Linked DNA regions of Mus musculus: all the other regions are linked to region 3. The links are chromatin contacts, called in public Hi-C and HiChIP or PLAC-seq maps. All regions are on one chromosome and are shown on one strand. Each heading gives the region's core, a stretch centred on a gene start, on an enhancer-like site or on the middle of the called end of the contact. The rest is flanking DNA. Distances are from core to core; before and after follow the strand shown. Region 1 has its middle 19 kb from the start of Mir6376. Region 2 holds the start of Gata2 (GATA binding protein 2). Region 3 holds the start of Cnbp (cellular nucleic acid binding protein).

The links. A called contact is a pair of places that touch in the nucleus more often than the background predicts. HiChIP or PLAC-seq counts read pairs in DNA pulled down with a chosen protein or histone mark.
Region 1: an H3K4me3 HiChIP or PLAC-seq map of embryonic stem cells shows a contact between it and region 3, with 7 times the contacts expected there. The contact joins the enhancer-like site here to the promoter of Cnbp in region 3. A contact is called at or near these places in 1 of 484 Hi-C or Micro-C datasets (bone marrow-derived macrophages), 6 of 115 datasets of contacts at active chromatin or transcription factors (bone marrow-derived macrophages, embryonic stem cells, large pre-B cells and 1 more) and 1 of 9 other capture datasets (adipose tissue).
Region 2: a Hi-C map of female germline stem cells shows a contact between it and region 3, with 5 times the contacts expected there. The contact joins the promoter of Gata2 here to the promoter of Cnbp in region 3.

What each region holds. Positions count from the first base shown.
Region 1 is chr6:88,122,068-88,125,089 of GRCm38.p6, forward strand. No RefSeq gene overlaps it. Among named protein-coding and RNA genes, the nearest start is that of Mir6376, 19 kb to the left of the region's middle. Within about 2 kb of position 1,629, at least 50 of the 459 cell types and tissues checked have an H3K27ac peak or open chromatin away from gene starts, as enhancers often do. A contact at or near this core is called in bone marrow-derived macrophages and embryonic stem cells, where this site is marked.
Region 2 is chr6:88,197,407-88,200,423 of GRCm38.p6, forward strand. It overlaps Gata2 (GATA binding protein 2), which reads left to right and starts at 1,258. Exons shown (of 6, transcript NM_008090.5): 1 at 1,258-1,475; 2 at 2,111-2,383; 3 at 2,813-3,017. The coding sequence starts at 2,155. It also overlaps a transcript of Gm38708 not described here.
Region 3 is chr6:87,849,833-87,852,727 of GRCm38.p6, forward strand. It overlaps Cnbp (cellular nucleic acid binding protein), which reads right to left and starts at 1,274. Exons shown (of 5, transcript NM_001347325.1): 1 at 1,072-1,274. It overlaps Gm44064 (WAS/WASL-interacting protein family member 2), which reads left to right. Exons shown (of 2, transcript XM_030255689.1): 2 at 528-2,481. The coding sequence ends at 1,406.

The sequences.
Region 1 (3,022 bases), core at 379-2,878, 270 kb after region 3:
GCATGCCCAAAGGCCTGGCTGGGACTGGGGCCAGACTGCCTCAGAGGTGTGAGACTCTAATATTCCCACCGTGCTCCCGTAATAGGAGCAGACCCCTCAGCAGGTGTCTCTCTCCTGGACCCTTCCCAGCTCTTGGGCCCTTTCCCATGTGAGGTCCTGTTTCTCAGCCTGGTTCCTGTGAGCACAAATGTGGTATCCCACTCTCACCCCAGTCTTTCTCTGGGCCTTGTTTCTGATTGGCTGAAGCCATACCTACACTTCAGCAGCTGAAACCTTGGCTGAGACCACCTTAGGTTCATGCACAGTAGTGAGGCCAGTGCACATGGACTTTGCCCATGTCCCCAATAGTGGTATTTTTGGAAACTATAGGATGATGTCACAGAAGATATCATTTAGTATGCCCTAGTTTTATCTGTATCTATCTACCCACCTACCTACTTACCTACCTACTTACACACACAGACACACACACACACACAGTGAGAGTATTACCTACTTACACACGTGCACGCGTGTGCACACACACACACAAGTATTTATGTGTGTCTGTCTGTCTGTGTGTACATTATGCTTAGCTCTAAGCCATTCTGTTATCAATGCAGGATTTCCACCACAGAGAAGATAGCAGCTGGACTCGTGGCCCCTGCTCCTGCCTTCCCACAACCACATTTAACTGGCTCTTCAGTGTTGAATAGCTAAAAGTTTTCCAACAGCCAGGGGAGTTGACATGGCTGTCGCCAAGCAGGCTAATGTGCCCACTGCTGACTAGGATGTCATTTCAGGCTGTCCCTGACTTTCAATAGTTTGTCTTAGGATGTTAAAATGACATGCATCCAGTAAAAAAATTAAATGCTTTGAGTTATGAATTTGGGTTTTTCTCCTGAACGAGCAGTGGTCCTCGATTTTGCTCTCCATGTTGTACAGTGGAAAGTGAATGACGTCCATTGGCCCTTTGATCAGGAGTGGTTCACTGTGGCGTGCTGTACCACTAAGTTATGATGCTCAATTGAAGTTGGGGGTGTCCAGTTCATTGTCACTTTGAATACCTTTTTTTTGGGGGGGGGGGAGTTAGGGACCTTGCCACGATGCCAGGGCCTTAAACTTCTGAGCTCTGGTTACATATACCCCAGCCCCATGATAAAGGTCTTTGATTTGCAATCTTACAGCTTCTCTTGGTCTGGGGACAGTACAGAGAGAGCCACAGTTCTGCTTAGACAATTGCGTGATGTTTGTGAAATTGATGTCACATCAGAGAAACCGCTGTGCTCCTACGCAGTTGTCTGTTTAGCTCTGTGGTGGCTTTTGAAAAGGGGAATCAAGTGCTGTCAGTCTTATGGTCATGTCAGGTCAGGGCATGAACAGACGTTTCAGTGGCAACCCTGCTACTTAGATGGGCCAGGGGACTGGACTGTGAATTTTTAAAGCTCATGGTTTCCCAGAGTGTGGCGAGGTGATCACAGGCGACCCAACATTGGCCTCTAGCCTTTCCAGGCTCAAGCTGGGAGAAGCACGTTGTGCAGGATGGGCGACCCAACTTTGGCCACTAGCTTTTCCATGCTCAGGCTGGGAGAAGCACAGTTTCACGTGTGCAGGATGGGCAGCTGGGAGCAGGAGCAGCTCAAGAAGGACCCCTAGTGGCAGCATCATGTAGTGCTGCTGTCTACCCTGGGGCCCCGGCTCAGGTCCCTGTTCCAGGGAACAGGTCAAAAGTTCTGAGCAGGGTTACCTTTTCCTGGGGACAACAGCCTGCAAGGCTTATGTTTCTTGGCAGCCTGCTGTCTGCAAGTGTCTTCCTGATTTCTGCCATTCCTGGGTGGTCGTTCCCTACACCGAGTTTCTCTGGAGGGTCCTGACCCTGCCTCCTCCCACATTCCCCATAGACCACCCTCAAACAGGCAGCCTGGCTACGCCTACTTCATCTCCCCGGGAATCCCTGGGCCACACATCCTGATGGGTCTTAGAACTCCAGGCTTCCTTGCCGCCCAGAAACCGCCCCTTTCTTGCTCAGTTGATGGCACCGCCTCTCCCATCAGCTTTTCTGCACACAGCTTCTACCTTCGCCCTCATGGGGGCAGCCACTGCTCAGGAAAAAGACTCTGCTGCAGACCTGGCGTTCCCTGTCCAGGCCAGCCTCAGGCCCCTGATCAGTAGTCAGGGGTGTGGTTCTACAAAGAGACTTTTACCTGACTCCACTTCCTTCTGTTCGCTGGCTCTGAGAGTCTGCAGGGCCAGTAAGCAGAACCACAGCCCCTTTTGGGGACCAGGAACCCCTGTTTGGCAAAGGGACTTAGAAAGCTCTGAGATCAGTCCCAGCCCTTCCCTCTAAGAGACAGAGAGCCTTCTAACAGGCTAAACAGTGGAGACCAAGACAAACTGCATCCAGATCAGTGGTGCTGCCTAGAAAGTGTAATAGCCTCATAGGTTAGCTCACGAAGCACGCACGGGTGAGACCTTGGCTTCCGCTCCTAGCATCACACTGCCCCCAGAAGTATGTGCAGTGACTTTGACAGGAACTCAAGGGCAAGAGAGAATCCAAACCCAAGTCCTTCTGAAAGTAAAGCTATATCTCTCATGAGTCATCTCAGACCGATCCCCTAACTCTCCCTCCCTGGGACCTCACAGTGCTAGAGGGAAGCCATGGCTTCCCCACCCCCACCTTATGCTCCACCTGCTTCCCAGCATGCCCTGCTCCCCATGCACAAGGCTGCCCAGCAGCCCCTTGAAGCTACACAGCCATCCTGAGAGCCCGAAGGTAAATTCTTTCCACATTCATTCGTCCACACCTACTCTGAACTGTCCTGAGCACGTGAGGCACTGCAGAGAATGTAGCAACAGCCATCTTTGTTTGCCAGAAGAGAAGTGACATGGAAAAGCCAGGGCAGCCATCAAGTAGATGGGAGACAGCCTTACAGTTTCTTGTTATGGAAACCGAGGAAAAATTATGCACCGGCTTCTGATGCCCCAAGTGCGCCCTGCCCTGCTCTGCCACTATGCTTGTAACCTGGAACAATTGGAGAGGTTC
Region 2 (3,017 bases), core at 8-2,507, 350 kb after region 3:
TTTCCACCCTCCTTGGATTATTAAAAAGTTCATTTCCTGGCGAATCGGGTGACGTCAGGGGCCCGGCGTCGCGGTGGCGGGGCCGCCGGGCCGGAGAAGCCGCCTCCAGTTACCCAATTACGGACTGTCAATCCTGCCGCCCCTCCCCCATCCTTGGGGGCGGCGGGGACCCCAGCCTTTCCCCAGCTCGGGACCAACCTGGGACTCCTCTGGAATTATTCTTTAGGGGTTTCGGTCCCTGCAAAGATAGAGGAGCTATGTGGAGGGCTCCAAGCTTGGCCAATCCATCGCACCTGTCTAGATTCCCCTAAAAGTCTTGGACTCACAAGCTTCTTTCTGGACTCTTGGAGTTTAGGTCTCCCATCTATAGCCAGGGAGGGAGCTAGGTTTGTATACTCGCCACTGAACTCACTTGTCTCTCCAGAATGGAGGTGTTGTGGAGAAAAACTCCAGGTGACTTTGGGGAAAAAGTGCTCACAACATTGCTTCCCTCTCCCTAAAGACCGTCTCGGGGACCCTTAGAAAGAAAAAATATATATGGTTAATACCCCGGGAGTCTCCCTTCAGCCGACTCTGGCGCCAGTTTCCCGCTCCACGGCCTCGCCCCAGGCAGTTCAGCCTGGTGGTCTACTAAGGCCCCGCCCGGAGCCCTTCCCCCTCCCTGGGCCACTGGCTTGACCGCGACCATTATTGGTCTAGCACAGCCTCAAGTGTCTTAGTGCTCAAAGTTCGGGTGCCCTAGAGAAGTCCACAATCCCTAGACTCATGTTGTCCAGCGGATCCTACCAGCCTCTTGCACAGCTATCCCTGATAGAAGGACAGAGAGTTTGGGGAGTCAGTTGGATTTGGGCTGGCCGTCGTCCGTAGCAGTGGAGGTGGGGCTCCGCCCGAGAGTAGAAAGCTGTGGTCCCAGCAGAGAGATACCCAGAAGGTGCACGTCTCGGCTCCTGGGAAGTCAGGGACCCTATTCGTGCCTAGTTGCTGGGAGGGCAGAGGTTGGAAGACCTGAGCGTCTGCCGGAGGGGTGCAGGGTCTGCCCACGGCGAAGGTCCCCTGGGGGGGGGGGGCGTTGGCATCAGAGGCCGCAGAGAGGGCGCTGGTAGGGGGCCAGGCAGCCTAGGAGGCCAGCTTGCGGGTCATTCCCGAAGTCCAGCGGCCAAAGCGGCGGGAGCAGCCAATGGGGGGGCGGAGGCTGGGCGGCGCGCGGCGCTGATTGGCTGGCGCCGGCTTCATAGGCGTGCGCGGCCCCCGCTTCACGTCTGTGCAGGAGTCGGCAGCTGGCGCCAGGGCGGCCGGAGGATGCAGAGGGGCCGGAGCCGGGCGGGCCGGAGGCCGAGACGCGCGCTGTCCCCCACCCCTATCCCGTGAATCCGCCGGCCCTGGAACGCGCTGTCGCTGGGCCCGCCGTACCCGGGCTCTCCTGGTGTCTCTTACTCTCTACTGCTGAGCCCTCCCCTTCCCGCGCCGCTGCGAGTGTAAGTTTGAGGTTCAGGGGGCTTGTGGACATTCCTAGGTTGGAGGGATCTCTGTGGAGCTCAGACCAGGATCTCCTGTGGGCGATTACGTTCTTATGCTTTGGGGAGAGGTTGGCTGACTGCTAGAGAGTGCATTGGGGACCGGCTCGCAGCCCCAGGAACTGCGGGTGCGTTTTTTGGGGTGGCCCGGGGTGTTGGGGGTTAGTTTGTGTATATATTGTCAAAGTGTTACGGGGGCGTGGGAGAGCGTGTGCCCCAGAGTGGATGTCTAGGCAACTGTCTCTAACTTTTAGTCAGAGTTTATGTGTTTGTGTGCCCAGAGGACAGGGGCACGGTGTGAGAACCTGATTTCAGTTCCGCGTGCGTTTTGGGGGGGTCACCGATGTCAGGACCTATCCGTGTGTGTGACCTCGTGTATGTGGAGTTGCGTCTGTGGGAACGCGAGTTTCCCTGCAAGTGTATGAGGCTGAACCCCTTCCTTCACCTTCCTTTCGTTTTAAACCTTGCGCTTTCCTTCCACCCGGGACTGGTCCTCAGTGAAGCTCCGATGGAACGTCTTTGCTCTCAAGACACAGACTTTGGGAATGGGGGTGTCAGAAGGCGGCAGTGTCCTTCACATTCCCTCTGTTATCCAGGGCCGCCCCACCTTCGCCTGGTTCCCAAGACACAGTAGTGGACCATGGAGGTGGCGCCTGAGCAGCCTCGCTGGATGGCGCACCCCGCCGTATTGAATGCGCAGCACCCCGACTCGCACCATCCGGGCCTGGCGCATAACTACATGGAGCCAGCACAGCTGCTGCCTCCCGACGAGGTGGATGTCTTCTTCAACCATCTCGACTCGCAGGGCAACCCTTACTACGCCAACCCGGCCCACGCGCGCGCGCGCGTTTCCTACAGCCCGGCGCATGGTGAGCTTTGGCCCCCGAGGTTTCTGGAAGCCTGGCGCCCGGGCCAGGCCTTGGAGGGGGGACGGCCTGTTGCTGCTTCCCGGATGTGGGATCCACAGGAATCTGAGCAGCTGCGAAATCGGGCCTAAGAAGATGGAGGCAGGGACTTCTTAGGGAGGGTCTGGGACCTGTAGGGTTTCGGTCCATTTCCAAGTGTCTTGGCGGGGGTGGGGGTGGGGGAATCCTTCTGGGCCCTGTCCGGTGGGGCTGCTGTGTCACTTGTCCTTCGGCCTTTCACTGACATTGCTGATGATTACAGGCTGAGGTGTTACGTTTCTGATGTTTTAAAGGGTGGGGCTGCTGATGGTAGTTCGCTGAGTTGTGATCCTGTGTGCCCGGGTCATGGCTCTGAAGCCCCTGGTCATCCTCACCCCCTTTCCCTCTGCACAGCCCGTCTCACCGGAGGCCAGATGTGCCGACCACACTTGTTGCACAGCCCAGGCTTGCCGTGGCTGGACGGGGGCAAAGCAGCTCTCTCTGCCGCCGCTGCCCATCACCACAGTCCCTGGACCGTCAGCCCGTTCTCCAAGACCCCGCTGCACCCCTCAGCTGCTGGAGCACCCGGAGGGCCTCTGTCTGTTTACCCAGGGGCTGC
Region 3 (2,895 bases), core at 24-2,523:
TGTGTCTTCAAGAATATTGCAAAAACCTAACCAGCCGATTGCTGTGCAATGTCTCCTTTTCCAAGACCCCCACCCCCACCCCAGATGTAGTCACTTCCTCTGAAAGTGCCTGGTGGCCGAGGCCATGTGCTTGACATGTGGCAACAGGCAAAAGGCTTCACCTATAAAATCAACACCTAAACCCAAGTGAGAACGATTAAACCGTCCTAAAACAGGTTTTCACGGTAATGAAAAATCTAGATTGATCTTTGCCAACTCTACTTCCGAGGCTTTCTTGTAATTTATATCCATTTAATCCGAGAAATATTGGCAAGGACTTCTGCCACCCTGATGGCCTTAAAGGCCTGACAACCTACGGGTCCTATCCACCCGGTTCCCGCTCCATTAAAAAAAAAAAGGGGGGGGGGGGGTGAGGGACCTAAGACTTGACTCTCATCGATCCAGGGAAAGGTGGTTTCTTTTGACTAACGATGTCGAATAAGCTGCTTAAGAATACGAACTACAAGAAATCAGGAGTTTGAATAAAGGTCGCCAGTACAGAGAACCGAATCCAGACTCCCAAGCCTTACAGCGGCGTGCGCGGGCTTCGTCACAGGCCAGGTCCTGAGGCCCCGCAGCCGCTGGCACATGGCCCGCCAGGCCTCCACCGGGCGCTCGGCCTGGGGACCTCCACCTCGACCAGGCTCTCGCCCCCGCCACACCGCCCCGTTCCAGGAGTTCCCGCCACACTGGCCCTCGGCGCTAGGCCCGCGCGCGACTCTCCTCGCCTCGGCCCCAAGGGCGCCGGGCCTCGTCGCCACACGGATGAGGCCTGCGTGGCCCTCGGGGCCAAGAGAGGGCCCCACGCTCCAGCCCTAGTGCCAGCGCCGCAGGACGGACAGGACGCCCGCCACAGTACGGCGGGCCAGAAACTGGAGCCGAGACGCCGCTCGGGCCGAGCCCCGCGCCTGACGCAGCAGGGCGCAGGCCGAGGTGCGGCCGCCATCGCGCCTCGCAGTTCCGGCCCTCCGTCCGTCTCGGCCGCACCAACCCCGCCACCTCCGTTGCGCAGGCTACACCCTCGCCTCTCACCTTCGGCGTCTGAGCTGCCCACAGCGGAGGAGACTCGGACGAAGAACCAAGAAGGCGACTCGCAAAGCAGCGGCTGTTTATTTTCAGGGTCCTTGCCTGCGCCACACGCGGGTCTGCACACGGCCCCACACACGCCGCTGCGCACGGCTCTCCTCCGCCTCGCCCACGGATCCAATCAGCGCAGGAAGCCAGGCCAGCCAATCAGAATCGCCCGCTGGGAGCGCGGCCTCGCGCGAGGGCGGCAGGGGCGGGGCGGACTGCTCCACGCCCAGCCTCTTCCGGCCCGCAGCGCTCGCGGCCTTCCCGCCCGTACCTGGGTTCCGTGTCTACGATGAGTGGTTCGCTGCTTTCCTACTAGCAGTTCGTCCCTCGAACCTTTGCTGGTTCTCTCCAGCCTACGGGGCTGATCCGGGCAGTGGTCGCAGCTTGCGGGAGCCAATCTCCCCCTGCCCGGCCTCCCCTAAGCCTGGTGGGGCTCAGAAGCAGACCAGGTTCCAATACACACACACTTAGGTTTGGGGGAAGGTCTTAGTGGCCTGATCATAGAAGCGGCTGTGGCTACCGTTACGGTCCATGAGATGCGTTTGGGTTTTGTGTTTCCTGGGTATAAACCGACAGCGCGCTGCTAGTGCCCCTGGCTTGCAATAGCCCCAAATGAAAATGCCTAATGAGGTTGAAGATGGTGACAGGTGATTTGTGTCACAACACTTCTTGTGACCCATAATGAATGACATCCCTAGGATTTGTGGATGAGAGGAGGCCAAGAAAGTTATTGCCTGGGCTGCCCCATTCAGGAGTGACCGTCGTTTGCATTTCATGGTGTCTCCAAAATAGATTGTGTGTGTAGTCATAGGTCCTCAAAGCAGAAGATAAATTTTTCCTGTAAGTCCTGGGTTTGATTCCCTAGCGTTACCACACACCCTGAAGACAATTTCTATATAAACTAAAGCATTCTAGAACTCTGTCCCGTTTTAATGATTTTTTTAATACAAACATGAAGAATCTGGAAATCTCAAGTCTCTTGAGTTCTAAAAAGTACTAAAATTTGTCTAGATTTTAGTTTCCGCTAGCGACTTACTCTTTAAACTTACACATGGGCCTGCAGAAATGACTTAGAAGTTGAGAGCAGCCAGGCGTGGTGGTGCATACCTTTAGTCGCTTGCACTTGAGAAGTAGAGGCAGTAGGATCTCTTGTCAGTCCAAGTTCATCTAATCTACATAACAAGTCCCAGGTCAGCCATAGCTACATAGTAAGACCTTTGGGCTGTAGATATGGTTTAGAAGAGCATTTGTCTCGCACAAGACTCTAGATTCCATTTCAACAGAAGAACAAAATGTTCAACCATAGTCAGACCCAGTCTCAAAATAAGCAAAAAAAAACAAAAACAAAAAACAAAAAAAAAAAAAAAACACCAGCAACAACACATGCTGCTATTGAAGAGAACCAGAATTCAGTTCCCAACACCTATATCCTACTAACAACTACATATAACTCCAGGTCCAGAGGATCTAATGTCCTCTAACTTAGGAGGTGCACATAAATATACCCAGCCACATACACATAAATCTTTGTTGTTGTTCTCGTTGTTTGAGGCAGGGTCTCTACATGGCCCTGGCCATCCTGCAACTCACTACTCATAGACCATGCTGATCTTGAACTCACAGAGCGTTGCAGATAAAGCAACTGCAGACAAGCAGCATCTTCATAAATTCTAGCAGTGAGTATGTATAAGGCAAAGCTATATATGAAGCCCCTACTGCTTCAAAACACGAGAACCCTAAACTGCTTTTTGCTTTTAAGACAGGATCTCACTATGTAGTCTT